Regions from separate parts of the Mus musculus genome. Here region 1 is linked to region 2. A link is a contact called in public promoter capture Hi-C data. All regions are on one chromosome and are shown on one strand. Each heading gives the region's core, a stretch centred on a gene start, on an enhancer-like site or on the middle of the called end of the contact. The rest is flanking DNA. Distances are from core to core; before and after follow the strand shown.

Region 1 (6,630 bases), core at 1,466-3,965, 320 kb after region 2:
CGCATCATCTCTGCTTTACAGACAAGGAAGCGGGTTCAGAGAGGCCCAGTCGCTGGCTCTCAGGCCCTCAGTTTGCTCTAACTTTCCAGAGTTCATTTTTCTTATTGCTGTTAATACATCACCATTGCTAAAATAAACCCGGCCTCCTTTGCTATCTGACTGTGGATGTACCGTGGCTGGCTACATTCTGCTCTCAAAGCCACAGGCTATTCCCAATGATGGACTGAATCTCCCTCCTTTCAGTTGCTTTGGCCAGGTATTTTGAAACAGTCATGAAAAAAGTAACAAGCTAACTACATCACTGGTTAAGTGTGTGGGCGTGGCAGGCTCGGGGGCAGAAGGTCCTACTCTTTCCCTTCCTTTCTGTGTTGCTGGAGTCAGAAGTCATGTTGTTCCACCTCCTGGGATTGGCTGGCGGCTGTTTTGCTCTCCCAGGGCAGAGTTCCTAACTGTTGTCTGGAGATGAGGGGCTGCAGGCCTGGCATTTCTTTCTAAGCTCACATTGTCTTTTTCTTGTGCAACTTACCCCATAACAGTCAAGGCCTTCTTTCCCCTGAGACTTCTACACTGAACCTGACAGTGATGTCTGTCAGCATCTGAACCTAAACCATATGTCCTCTCAAGGTCAGAGGTCAAGTGTGGCGTCTTATCACAAAACCCCCACCTGGTGCCAACTGCAGTCATGTCTTCTCAGCGGTGAGTCATTTACTTTACAAAATTTTGAGTCTGCCATTTGTGGGACTTGCCAGCTGGTTGTAGATTGACATCAGCTAAGGTAGGCACTGTGCCAGGAGCTGGGACTAGCGTTCAGAAAAACTGTCTCTAACTGAGTGTTCAGGGACAGCTCAACCCAGGGGCTCAACCCAGGAACAGGTGGCAACTGTCCCCAGGAACCTGTCACAGACAGGGCAAGCAGTGAGCAGAGCACCTGGTTGTGGGGGGAGGGGCGGGTGCATTCCACATAGCACCATGGTGTTGAAAACAAGACAGGTGATAGATGGGGAAAAATGGGGACATGAGAAACTCCCTGTCTACCCGATCTCACGATCTAGAAAAGAGTGCAAGAAATCAAACTCCACTCCAGCATATCTTATGCGTATCTACAGCACATCTACAAACTACCTTATGTTTGCATTTTTGGTACTATCTTAAACCAGGGCTGTCTATCCATCAGTCATCTCAAGTAGAGATATGCAGGCCTGAAGGACATGAAGCAATGTCGTTGGGCCTGGAGAAGAGGGAACTTACAGTCTGGCATGTTTTCACCGAGAAGGGGACGTTTGGTGGCAGAACTGGAAAGAGAATGAGGGGGTGAGGGGACTCTGCTTATAGAAGTGTTTCAAAAAGCATGGCTAGCATGTAGAGAGATTTGCCCCAGTCAGTCTTTTTTTAAGTTCAGTTGATAGAGCGCCTGTGTTGAATGCATGATGCCCTGGACTCTACATACTGGGGCCCAAAACAGGAATTTAGGATCCACACAAAGTCAAATGAGAGGCTAAGGCTCTTCTTCCAGAGCCACGGGGCTCACTCTGGTCTCATTTAGCTTCAGTCAGCTCTTGGGAGAGGCTTCTGTGCTTTTCTGCCTCAGACACCAGCTGCTCTCACGGAACCTGCTGTGAGGCTACATATCCACAACTTAAATATCAGCGTGGGGGCTGTTTGGCTCACAGCTCTATCCTCTACTTCTAGTGTGAATGAATGGGAGACGGGAAAGCCCATGGGGTGTAGATATCTTTAGACCAGTCAATGAGAATAATTTCCCACACACATACAGGTAGGTGCCTTAACGGGGAAATTGGGTTCTGAGCCACACTTGCAGACTCTGCCGGGTCTTCAGTATTCACTCAGTGAATGATTACCTGGAATTTAAAATCCAATGCTTAGGGTAAGCATATGTGAAATAAGAAGCAACGGAATATTATTCATACAAAGTGTGTGTGCCTGCGTGAGTGTGTGTGTGCCATGCAAGTCGGAACCAGAGGTTGATACTAGGAGCCTCACTCACTGTTTACCTTATTTTGGGGGACAGGGTTTCTCAGTGAGTCCCAGAGTTTGCTGAGTAGGCAAGACTGGCTGGACAACAAGGGATCCCCCGTCTTCACTTCCCAGTGCCTGGGTTACAGAGACACTCTGCTCTACTGGTGATCCAAACTCAGCTGGGGCAAGAACTTTACTTACTGAACTAATGCCCAGCCCTGCCCCTTTTTGCTGGAATGTTTGGAGTTCCCAGATAGAAAGTTGGAGAAGGTTGGATACTGACTCCAGTTCTTACATTAAGGGGCTCGGACAAATTGCTCTTCCTTCTTGCCCAGGGCCACAGGGGACACACAGACAGTTCTGAGAGGCAATTTGAAGTTTTTTTAATGATCCGATGTACTGTCCCCTTCTAGCTAGGATAAACTCAGGCATTTCTCTCTTGCCTCACACATTCTCTCAGCAAATAGTCTGCTTGGGTGGGTCCTGGAGTAGGGGGTGTGTGTAGGGATCTGAAACCCTTTGATGATTTTCCTCGAGCTCTTGGTTCCTGATGCTTTCTGGTTCCCACTCTCCAACTCTCTGATGTCTGGGCCTTCTAATGAGTGATGCACATTATCAGCCACTGTGGTTTGAATGGCTGCCTGAGATTTAGAATTGCTCAATGCTACAGACTAAGAGCTGGCTTGAATAATGAGCTTGGGCCTCATTAACATCTGCCTACTTGGGTGTTTTGCATTCTTGGTGTCTCTCATTCGGAGTTCCAATTCCATCTGTCTGGGTGAACACAGCTGCCCCCTTTCCTCACTGCTTGGTGGAGCCAGGCTCTAGTCTGAGCTCAGAAGAGCCCTGCCATCCACAGAACATGATTTCAACATGCCCTGAACTGACCCCTGCTCTGCTTTCTAAATGAAACAAGTGGATTTCCTTAGGAACTGAAAGATCTGAGTGCTTCAAGCACCTCAATACGGTTAGCCCACAGACCTGTGTTTTGTGTGCTGGCCAGAGAGCAGAATGAGAATTTAATTACTGCAAAGACTGATGATTAAACTATCAATTAAAACTTGTAAATGGATACCAGAATCTGACCTCAGAAGCAGGGGCTTAGTGAGGCTGTCCACTGAAGAGTTCATACGTTAGTCTTTCCTAGACTGACTCCCCGCCCTATTCTAAGCCCCAGTAAAACCCAGTTCTCTGGGCAGCACCAACACAGTTCTCCTGCTTTCTGGCTTCTGCATGGCCCCAGCTAGGGATCGGAAGTCAGAGTGAGGAAAGAGTGGTAGCATCTCTCTACCATGCCTACCTGAAGCATCAGGCTGTGCCCTGTTCTAAGTTATCCTATACTGCTTAAAACAGTGGACTTAGAGACTCCATGTGACGTGTCCTGAGAAACTCCATCTTAAATCACCTTTTGTATTTAATTGCTCTGAATACAAAATTCATTTGCATTTCAAATATATATTACACAACCATTGTGGAGGTCATTTCCAACAGTGTGTTTTTGTAATTTTGTGTGCTAAACAGACATTTGAATGGAAACACAGAGGCAGAATGTACTATAGTGGACACATAAGAAACACTCTCTCTCTCGGGGCTGGAGAGATGGCTCAGCGGTCAAGAGCACTGACTGCTCTTCCGAAGGCCCTGAGTTCAATTCCCAGCAACCACATGGTGGCCCACAACCATCCATAACGAGATCTGGGGCCCTCTTCTGGAGTGTCTGAAGACAGCTATAGTGTACTTACATATAATAAATAAATAAATCTTAAAAAAAAGAAAGAAAGAAACACTATCTCTACACACTGCCCACAAGGCACACAGTGATAAATAACACCGATGAATAACTTACTCCTAAAAGTAGAAAGGGTTCTATCCTATAAATTTATCTATATAGGTAAATGTAATGTAAATTGGGACTATTTTATCTATAATTCCTATGAGCACCTATGATTCATATGAGCACATGGGCCCATATTATGATCATATCACATTTAATCATCACAGTCATGATATGATTAAAATCCTATCAGAAAAAACTGGGCCTATGAACTTCTCAGACACACCAGAAATCGATACAACTTCCTACCAGGATCCCATAAAGCGGAGGACACCTGGGCTCTAGAGAGAGCTCAGTCTGGGCTCTGGGTAAGGCTCAGACAGGAAAGGGCTTGTTTGATCTCCAAAGCCCACATTAAAAAGCTGGCCATTGTGCCATGCATTTACAATCCCAGTTCCGGGGAGGAAGAGACAGGAGGATCTCTGGGGCTCTCCGACCAGTCTGTTCAGCCAAGTTTACAAGCTCGTTAAGAGACCACACCTGACAGAAGACCAGGTAGGCTACCAGCAGGCCCTTTTTGGTCTCTCTGGTTCCCCAGCAGACTCAAGCCCACAATCCACTCCTCCCCCCATCTATGCCTCCTGTGGATCCCCAGACCACCCTTTCTTGACCTCCCAGAAGTCAGCACCTAAGCCTATACTCATCAAAAACTCAGATGCCTAGATGCCAGCTTAAGAACGCAATCAAGCTTACAAGATTTTTTAAAAGTTCATTAAAAAAATACATAAAAGTTTTAGATATGTTAGTATTACCACTACTTGTAATCTGTACTGAAATTCACATTGTAGAAAAGGCTTTATGCCTTGAAGTCATGGTAAAAAGTTTGGGGACCCAAAAAAGATTTTCAGTTAAGAGCATTAACACTCTTTATTTCTGAATATTTGATTAGACAGATGTTTTTAACCACAGTGAGAAAGAATTTTTAAGTCTGTACTTAGAGGACAACCAAAGGAAATTATAAAATCTCCAGCTTGCAACTATGGTAATAGTAGTTAATGGCATCAAATGAATGAATAAAAGAAAAAAAAGAAATAAAACATGACTGTTGTTAAAGCAACAGACAATATTGTCAGAGATCTGAGAAGGATAAATTATGGCTAGAAGTATAATCTAAATGGTCTATGTATCAATTAAAATGACAGAGCTATCCCTGTTAACTAAAGCTCCAGGATCATTGGGGGGAGGGGGGAGGCGTGGTTGTATTTTTGTCTATCACACAGGACAACATTTAATCTTTAGCTGTCATACAGAGCAGCATGGCCTTTGGCTGTCAGGCCCAAGTCTCAGACATTTTCCCAAGAGGCAGGCAAAGTAGGACAATCAAGCCCCAAATATCTAGTTTGCACAGAGCTCTGGCAGAAGGCAAGGCATGGGAGTTTTCCCCAGTGGTTAGGGTTATCACAGTCCAGGTGCAGTCGCCTTGCCCTGTTTATCTTCTTTGGAGATCATAAGGGCGCTGCTAGGAGAGGGTAGTTCTGTCTACTATGGGAAACCTTTTTATTAAACATTTTAAATGTCATGCTCAATAGATCTCTGAAGAGTTTGAAGACCACCTATCTCTTAAGTATATCTAAATTTAGGCTTAAACTTAAAAACACATACAGGAGGCTAAATAATGTGTGTCATGGAGTGAACAGTTTATAAGCTAGTAGCTTATATAAGGTTAGGAGTTCATACCTTTATCCATGTTAAGTTTGAGGCTTAAAATTTTGAGTTGAAGATTTAATTGAATTACTTTTAATGTCAAAATAGAATATCCCAGTTTTTAATATGATTAATTTATCCAAATATCATAACAACATGAACAAAAACAAAAGAGTAAACAAATATTACCATGAACCTGTGTAGACCTTAAGAATTTATAAATCTTGATTATCAAATATTCCTTATTTATCAAACATGTTGTTACCTATCTAATTTTGCTAAAGTTTGATATTGAACAGTTAGCAAAAACATAAGTAATTAGACATAAATCTTTTTTTTTTTAATTTATTTATTTATTTATTTATTTATTATATGTAAGTACACTGTAGCTGTCCTCAGACACTCCAGAAGAGGGAGTCAGATCTCGTTACGGATGGTTGTGAGCCACCATGTGGTTGCTGGGATTTGAACTCCTGACCTTCGGAAGAGCAGTCGGGTGCTCTTACCCACTGAGCCATCTCACCAGCCCCTAGACATAAATCTTAAACAGCTTATATACATACACTGAGTAGATATTGATAACCATAAATTTTATATTCTCACAGATTGTAAAAAGTTCTGCCACAGACAAATGATCCCAGCATCTTATTTCTAAGATTCTACAGTTTTACACTCTCAAGTCTTTTTTTCCCATTTACAATAAATAAAATCTTTATTTGCGATAGGAATAGATTTCATTGACATGTAAATTTCTCGTAAATTAGCAAAAATTGACTTTGGAAAATGGAAGTGAATATAGCTTGTAAAGTGAGACCTTCTAGGGAAATACTGGTTGGTTGTATGTTAACTTGACACAGCTAGTGTCATCAGAGAAGAAGGAGCCTCAGTTGAGGAAGTGCCTCCAGGAGATCCTGCTGTTAAGGCATTTTCTCAATCGGTAAGATCAACAGTAACAGAAACAACAGAAAGTGTATGGACTCTCGGAAATCAACAGCTCTCTATTGGATGAAATCTGGGTCAAGACAGAAATAAAGAAAGCAAATAAAGACTTTGTAGAACTCAATGAAAATGAATGCACAACATATTCAAACTTATGAGATACAATGTAAGTAGTGGTAAGAGGAAAATTCATAGTATTATGTGCCTATATAACAAGAAAAAGTAGAGATATCTCA
Region 2 (6,584 bases), core at 2,290-4,789:
TGTTTACTGGAAAAACCATGTTTCTAGTTGTGGTGTGGTTTAGCCTTAGAGAACACTTTTAATTCCTCTGGCTGGTATACAGACAGGTCCTTAATATATACCTTTAATCCCAAACATGAAGGTAAAGTTAGTTTCTAAAAGGAAGCACCCATGTTTGAAAGTGAAGTCTAATTGAGTAGCAGACAAAGTGATGAATCAGAGAAAGATTTGACAGAATAGGATATGCCAACTCTCACAAGGAAAGAGAGGCTACCTAAGGAAGAGCAGGGAGAGAGAGAAAAGGGAAGGGGCATCACCCTAGTTCTGTCATCACCTTGTTCTCTCTTTTACAGAGAGAGGTTGAAGAGAGAACAAGGTGATGACGGAACTAGCCAGAGAGTGAAAAGAAACCAGAAGATTAGAACACATTGCCAAAGTTAGTATGAAGCCAAGCAGAGCAATTCAGGAGAAGGCAAGAGAAGCCAGATTGAATCAGTCAGCTTGGAGAGGAATTTGAACCAGATAGCTGAGTTGAATTAGCCAGCCAGAAATCAGAAAGAACTAGAAAGGGTGAATATATTCATCAGCAAGTCCCAGATGCTGAAAAACATTCTAGGAGTAGATTGTACAGAAGCTAGAAGCTTCCAGGACTAGGCGGCCTAGGTTAGCAGACACAGGCAGTGAGCCTCTGAGACAAAGTTGCTTTTACAGGAAGGAGAGAGAGAAGGCTGAAAGGGATGAAGGCAGGGAGGGAAGGAAGTGGGAGCTGTGTTTCCTAGAGCTGTGGAAGAGGAAGCCATCTGTCACTTTAATAGAAGTGACTAGAAAGTTCAGGACAGAATGGAGGAGACACCTTCTGTCAAGACCACAGGAGATCATCTGCCTTGGCATTCCCATGGCAAGCTGTTCTGAAGCCCCAGCTGGCTCAGAGCAGCGGAGCTGAGCACCCTCCTCTGCTGCAAGAGACATGCTTGTAGGTACTCCTCTTGAGCCCTTTCGTGGGAGAGCCTTCCTCCAGGAGGTCTTTAGCTATTCTCCTGACACCCCCGCCCCTTCCCCTCACTTCTTGTGGTCCTTCCTGTATCCACCCCCTATCAAGCAGCAACTCTTTTGAGGAATAATGTTGGCAGCTGAGGGTATAATGTTAGGAGTTTCTTTTATCTTTCTCACTCTAGCTGCTTGGCTCACAAATGTATACTCAGGCACCACTAGTGGCTAGAAATAACATTTCCCAGAAGGCTTAAAGGTCCAGGCTTGTAAACCAGCCATCTTCTCATTGTGCCTTCCTGGGCAAAGCTTCAACTTCCTACTGGGGAACAGGGAAACCCTAACGCTTCCTCTACAGAGCAGTAGGGAGGACGAATTCCAGTGTAGAAGGGAGTGGCCCCAGCACAGGGGCTGACAGGTTAAATACTTAGCAATCCTTCTGTTCTCTCTTTCCAACTCCTTCCCTGACCTCAGGAGGACAGCATCCCTCCTAGGGTCCTCATCATGTAGATGGAGGGAGTATACACAGTAAGGATAAAGCACCAGGATGGATTGTCTAGACCAGCAGTTCTCATGGATCGTGGCCTCGTGTGTGTGTGCGTGCGTGCATGAGTGTGTGCGTGCGTGCGTGTGGTCAACCCTTTCACAGGGATTGCCTAAGACCACTAGAAAACACAGATCTTTACATTACACTTCATAACAGTAGCAAAATTAGTTATGAAATAGCAACAAGCATAATTTTGTGGTTTAGAATTACCACAACACGAGGAACTGTGTTAAAGGGTTGCAGCACCAGGAAGGTAGAGAACCATTGTCTCCAGCAATGCACTTTTATTGATTTAATTATTATTTAGTTGCTCTGTGTAGGTACACACCCTTGGATGTACACGTGGAGGTTAGAGGACACTGAGTGTCTTTCTCTATTGCTTCCTACCTTACTCTAGCCCAGTGGTTCTCAACCTTCCTGATGCCGTGACCCCTTAATCTAGTTCCTCACATTTCAGTGACCACCTTGCTACTTTATAACTGTAATTCTGCTACTATTATGATTCACAACGTATATGTCTGATATGCAGGATATCTGATATGCAACCATAAAGGTGTTATGACCCACAGGTTGAGAAACACTGCTTTGGACAGCATCTCTTGTTGAGCCTGAAGCTGACCATTTGAGCTAGACTAACCCGTTAGCCAGTTCCCAAGAACTGCCTGTTTCTCCCTTCCTCCAGTGCTGTAGCTACAGGCATGTTTGCCTATGCCCAGCTTGTTACTTGTGTGACGGGGATTTGAACTCATGTCTTCATGCTTGCACAAAAGGAGTTCTTCTCACTGAGACACCTCACAGTCCTCTGCACTGCATTTCAATGTTATTGAAAACAGTGTCTCTCTGTGGCTGACCTGTGGCTTACCTTGTGGAGGTGGCCTTGGCTGGGGCTGTCCTAGTAGAGGTCCTAGCTGGCCTTGCCCTGGAGATTTTGCAGGTTTAGTCTGTGGACCCTAGAGCAAGAGAAGAGAAATGATGCCAGTGGCTACAGTATTTCTGGTGGGAGGCTAAGCCTTATATAAGCCTTAAAAAAATCACCGATGTAAAATCCATGATGCGCAATTCTTCAGTGTAGCTCATGATAGATTTTTAGAATAGATTTTTAGGATGCTGCAAATGCCTCCCCCCGCCCCCTGGCTCCCAACAGCCCCTTGAGTTTAACTACTTTCCCCCTGTCTATGAAGAGATGAGTTTCTGTGGAATAAGGAGGGGCTGGGGTTGGGGGCAAGATTTGAAACTTGCTTTCCCAGAAGGCTAGCAAGCTGGTAAACTTTTGAAGACTGGTCTGGTAGTCCCTGCTAAGGCCTGAGCAGTGTGTGTGTGTGTGTGTGTGTGTGTGTGTGTGTGTGTGTGTGTATTGTGAGATTGCTGGTTTGGGGGGTGGGGAAAACTGAGACACAATAGTTTCTATTGACCTGTGCACTGGGGACATAGGGCATCTGTGTACAAGTATTCTTGCACACACCTCTGCTCAGGTCCAACATGGGAACACAGAGATGAATGTTGCTAACAATCTGTCTAAAGGCTGATGGGACAGTTTTCTTCCTAGGGAATATGAGGCTCTGAGAGGGCCCCTGCAAGGCCCTTCCTGCCTCTGTCCCCAACCCATTCTACATGATGCCAGCCCGGGGTTATCTCCTTTGGATCCTAGGGGCTTTCATTCCAGAGCCACTATTCTTTGTTCTCAAGAGAACCTTACCCAAGGTCTCAGAGGTGAGGGCACCGTGGCCCCTGGCACCAGGAGTTGGCTCATCTTGGAAACGACAAGGTCAGCCATTAGCTGCTTGTCTTCTTCCACGTGTTCTCCAATCAGGGGCATTGAACTGTCCATGACCTAGTGGGGAGGGAGCAAAGGAGGCTGAAGGACCCTGAAGAGGGCTTCAGATTCCAGGAATGTTGACACTGGGCTCAACACAGAATGACCACTAGATGGCAATGTCCTCCATGCAAAGTGCCCAGCTGGGTCCTTCCTGATGTCTGGGCTCCCTCCCTGGATTCAGTTCAACTCAGCCTCCACAAGCTGGAGTCCAGCAACGTGACTGGGGCCAGGAAGCATGTGTTGACCTTTTCTGTACTTTTCTTTGGGGCGTCGGTCTCCACCCCCTCATTTCCCAACCCCTCATTTCCCACTCCACCGTCCTCCCAGGGCTGGGGCTGGCCCTCTCTCTTCTGGCCCAAGGTTAAAGATGTCCTCAGAACTGGGAACTAGTGGGGGCTCAGTTATAACAACAACTAAAAATTTGACACAGGCTGGAAGTGACCCAGGGTTAACAGAGAAGACAAAAGAGGAAAGACATTTGTCTCGGGGCTCCTGGCAGGACACAGGCCTAAAATGAAATTCTCCTTGGAAATCAGCTGTCCTTAAGGAAGAAGGGGTGGCATTATGGGAGGTCATGTTGGTCAGTCTACTTTTGGAGTAGAAGGGGAAACTGAGGCTCAGAGATGTGAGTCAGTTGATCACTAGGTATCAGCAGCTGATGGTCTAAAGGGAACATAAAGTCTTGATAGACCTGTGACAAGGCTGTGTTCACCACCTCTTTCCTCTACTGTTGGAATCCAGTCTTCCCCTGTCTGTCACCTGATTCACCCTGACAAACCCACTCTGCCCCTTGCTCAGCTCTGGGGTCATTGGATATTCTCACTGCCAGACCCTGTACCCAGGTCTCTCTGCCCACCCCTCTCCTGGCTAACTCCTTATCCATCATGAAACACCAAGTCTGCCTTTCCTCCAGAAACCCTTCAGGACCCAGGAGCCCCTCTGTACCCATGTCTTTGCTGAGCTCACTCAACTGTCCCATTGGAGGGCTTTGTCCCAGAATTATCATTGGCCATGTGTACCCACAGAGTCAGGGTGGCCTGTGTCCTGAGGTGGGTGGGGGGAAGTTCTTGCAGTAAGCTCTGTTCACCATGGGAGGGCTTGACAGTACAGTGTCACCGAGCACTGGTGATATATGGGATACTATTCTAAGAACCAGGTATAGATGACGTCAGCACTATCTTCAGGTATCACTTTGCTGGGCTGGAGATGTGACTACAGTACTCACTTTGCATGCTAGGGGCTTCCACCCCTAGCAGCCATGACTCCAACATTCAGGAGGCAGAGACAGGGGCCATCAGAGGTTCAAGGTTTTCCTACATATTGAATTTGAGGGCAGCCTGGGCTACATGGGACCCTATCTCAGAGTGAGTCTTCGAGGATTTTTACTGTCTCCTCATCAGTGGTGAGGAGACAGAGAGTTCTATAGCAGCAGGGACCTCCTAAGCAAGCACTGGGCAGCTCTGACGTCACATGAGGCAGCCAGGGTTCCAGGCCTGTGTTCTGCTGTGAACTTGCCTGGGGGAAGTCTCTTGTCTTTTCCAGGTCTATTTTCTGTCAACTGTAAATTAAGGGTTCAGGCGGCTGCTAAGACTCTCCTGACTGTGACTTTCAGGGGATTTTGAGTACAAGCACCTGGAGTGCCTCAGAAATTGAAAAGCAAACTAGGGTGTGGGTATGGATTCCAGAAGGGCCTGTAAACTGTCCCTAAATGGATCCCTCTGGGGTCACGGGCAGTCTCCAGCAGCAGTTACAAAGGTGCTTGAGTCTGTCCCCAATGCTCCCGGGCTCCCAGCACCCTGCCTGTCCCTCTTTCCTTTAACCTTACCCATTGTTTTCTGCCCCGGATCAGTCTCTACATTCTCTTCGGAGAAATGGAAAATGGCCGCTACAAGGAACCTGAAGTCAAGAACTGGAATCCCCAACAGTGGACACACTCTCCCCAGGGAAACATTGTTTCCCAGTGAGCAAGGTCATTCCCTGGGCCAGATCAGAGAGGAAGAGGTCCCGGGTGTTTCCCCTGAGCACCCTCACAAATGTGTCACAAGTACTACAGAGACAATATTTTTGGATCTCTGCTCCCTTGTCCCCCTTACTGGGAAAGATACATTTTAGATTCCCAGGAATAAACTCCCTCTCTTCTTGACTCCACCCCAAACTCCAAAGGAAAACAATTCTCTAATGTTTCTGAGGAAAAAAAAAAAAAACAAACAAACCAAAAAACAAATCTGAAAGCCATCTTTTTTTGTTTGTTTGAGGTTTTCTGGAACATTTGTGAAAAGTTGTTTTCTTGTATTTAGAAGACCCAAATTGGCTTTTTTGTTTGTTTGTTTTTAAATGTGAAGCATCTTTCATTCCTACCCTTGTTCAGTGTCCAGAGCTGGGACACATGGGTATGGATGGCTTTTTGTGCAAGTGGAGAGATCTCAGAGACCAGAGCTCACAGCTCTGTGTGTGTGTGTAAACCAAGAGAAGAGGAAACCAGTCTATATCCTTTTTTTTTACTCCTTACGGTTTATTATTTTATGTGTAGTGTGTTTGCCTGCATGTATGTCTACATATGCATATTCCAGATGGCTGTGACCATGACATTGGATGCCTAGAACCAAACCTAGGTCCTCTGCAAGAACAAGACTTCTTGACTGTAAGCCATCTCTCCAGCTCCCTGGTCTTCCTAATGGGATAGCAGCCCTCTCCCACTCTCCTGTAACATCGGAGCCCCATTTATCTGGTTTAGAGTCTGGTTCCCAGAGTGAAGAAATAAGAAAGTGTGTGTGTGTGTTTGCTCATGCATACATTCCCAAACCAGATTCATGTCTAATGTCCTAGTGAGGAAAGGCAATGCTGGGTGGTTTGACAGGTGCTGCTGATGTCCCAGGTGAAGTGGTCCTTTATTCACCTCTGTTCTGGTAACGATCAGAGGGACCGTGGTCCCTGACTTGAGCAGAGGATGGAGTCCTATACAGAGATGCCACTCATCTGGTGGGAGCATTCAACTCTCCTGGTGACTTAACTAGTGAGAATGTTTGTTGCTCTGGGCTCCTGGCCTCTGCTGCCAACGGAACCCCTCCCTGACCTGGTGGTAACCCATTCAGTTACCTGGTGCCGTTTGCCTGTGGGTTCCTCAGCAGTGGGGCAGGCACGGGGATTGGTTGACTGGCTGGCTGCTTGTGGTCATCCGAGCCATGTGCCTCTCATTAGTTGCCCACACTCGTGGAGAGGCAGCTGCAGGGGAGGGGTGACCACAGGGCTCCCCTC

Evidence for each region. Capture Hi-C pulls out chosen DNA fragments and counts their contacts.
Region 1: a promoter capture Hi-C map of adipose tissue shows a contact between it and region 2. The contact joins two enhancer-like sites. A contact is called at or near these places in 1 of 115 datasets of contacts at active chromatin or transcription factors (SST interneurons) and 1 of 9 other capture datasets (adipose tissue).

The regions. Positions count from the first base shown.
Region 1 is chr10:86,387,411-86,394,040 of GRCm38.p6, forward strand. All of the region lies in intron 4 of Syn3 (synapsin III), which reads right to left. Among named protein-coding and RNA genes, the nearest start is that of Timp3, 90 kb to the left of the region's middle. Within about 2 kb of position 2,716, at least 58 of the 459 cell types and tissues checked have an H3K27ac peak or open chromatin away from gene starts, as enhancers often do. A contact at or near this core is called in adipose tissue, where this site is marked.
Region 2 is chr10:86,061,587-86,068,170 of GRCm38.p6, forward strand. Syn3 (synapsin III) reads right to left here. Exons shown (of 14, transcript NM_013722.3): 11 at 3,210-3,344; 12 at 2,376-2,463. Among named protein-coding and RNA genes, the nearest start is that of Gm51812, 4.2 kb to the right of the region's middle. Within about 2 kb of position 3,540, at least 59 of the 459 cell types and tissues checked have an H3K27ac peak or open chromatin away from gene starts, as enhancers often do. A contact at or near this core is called in adipose tissue, where this site is marked.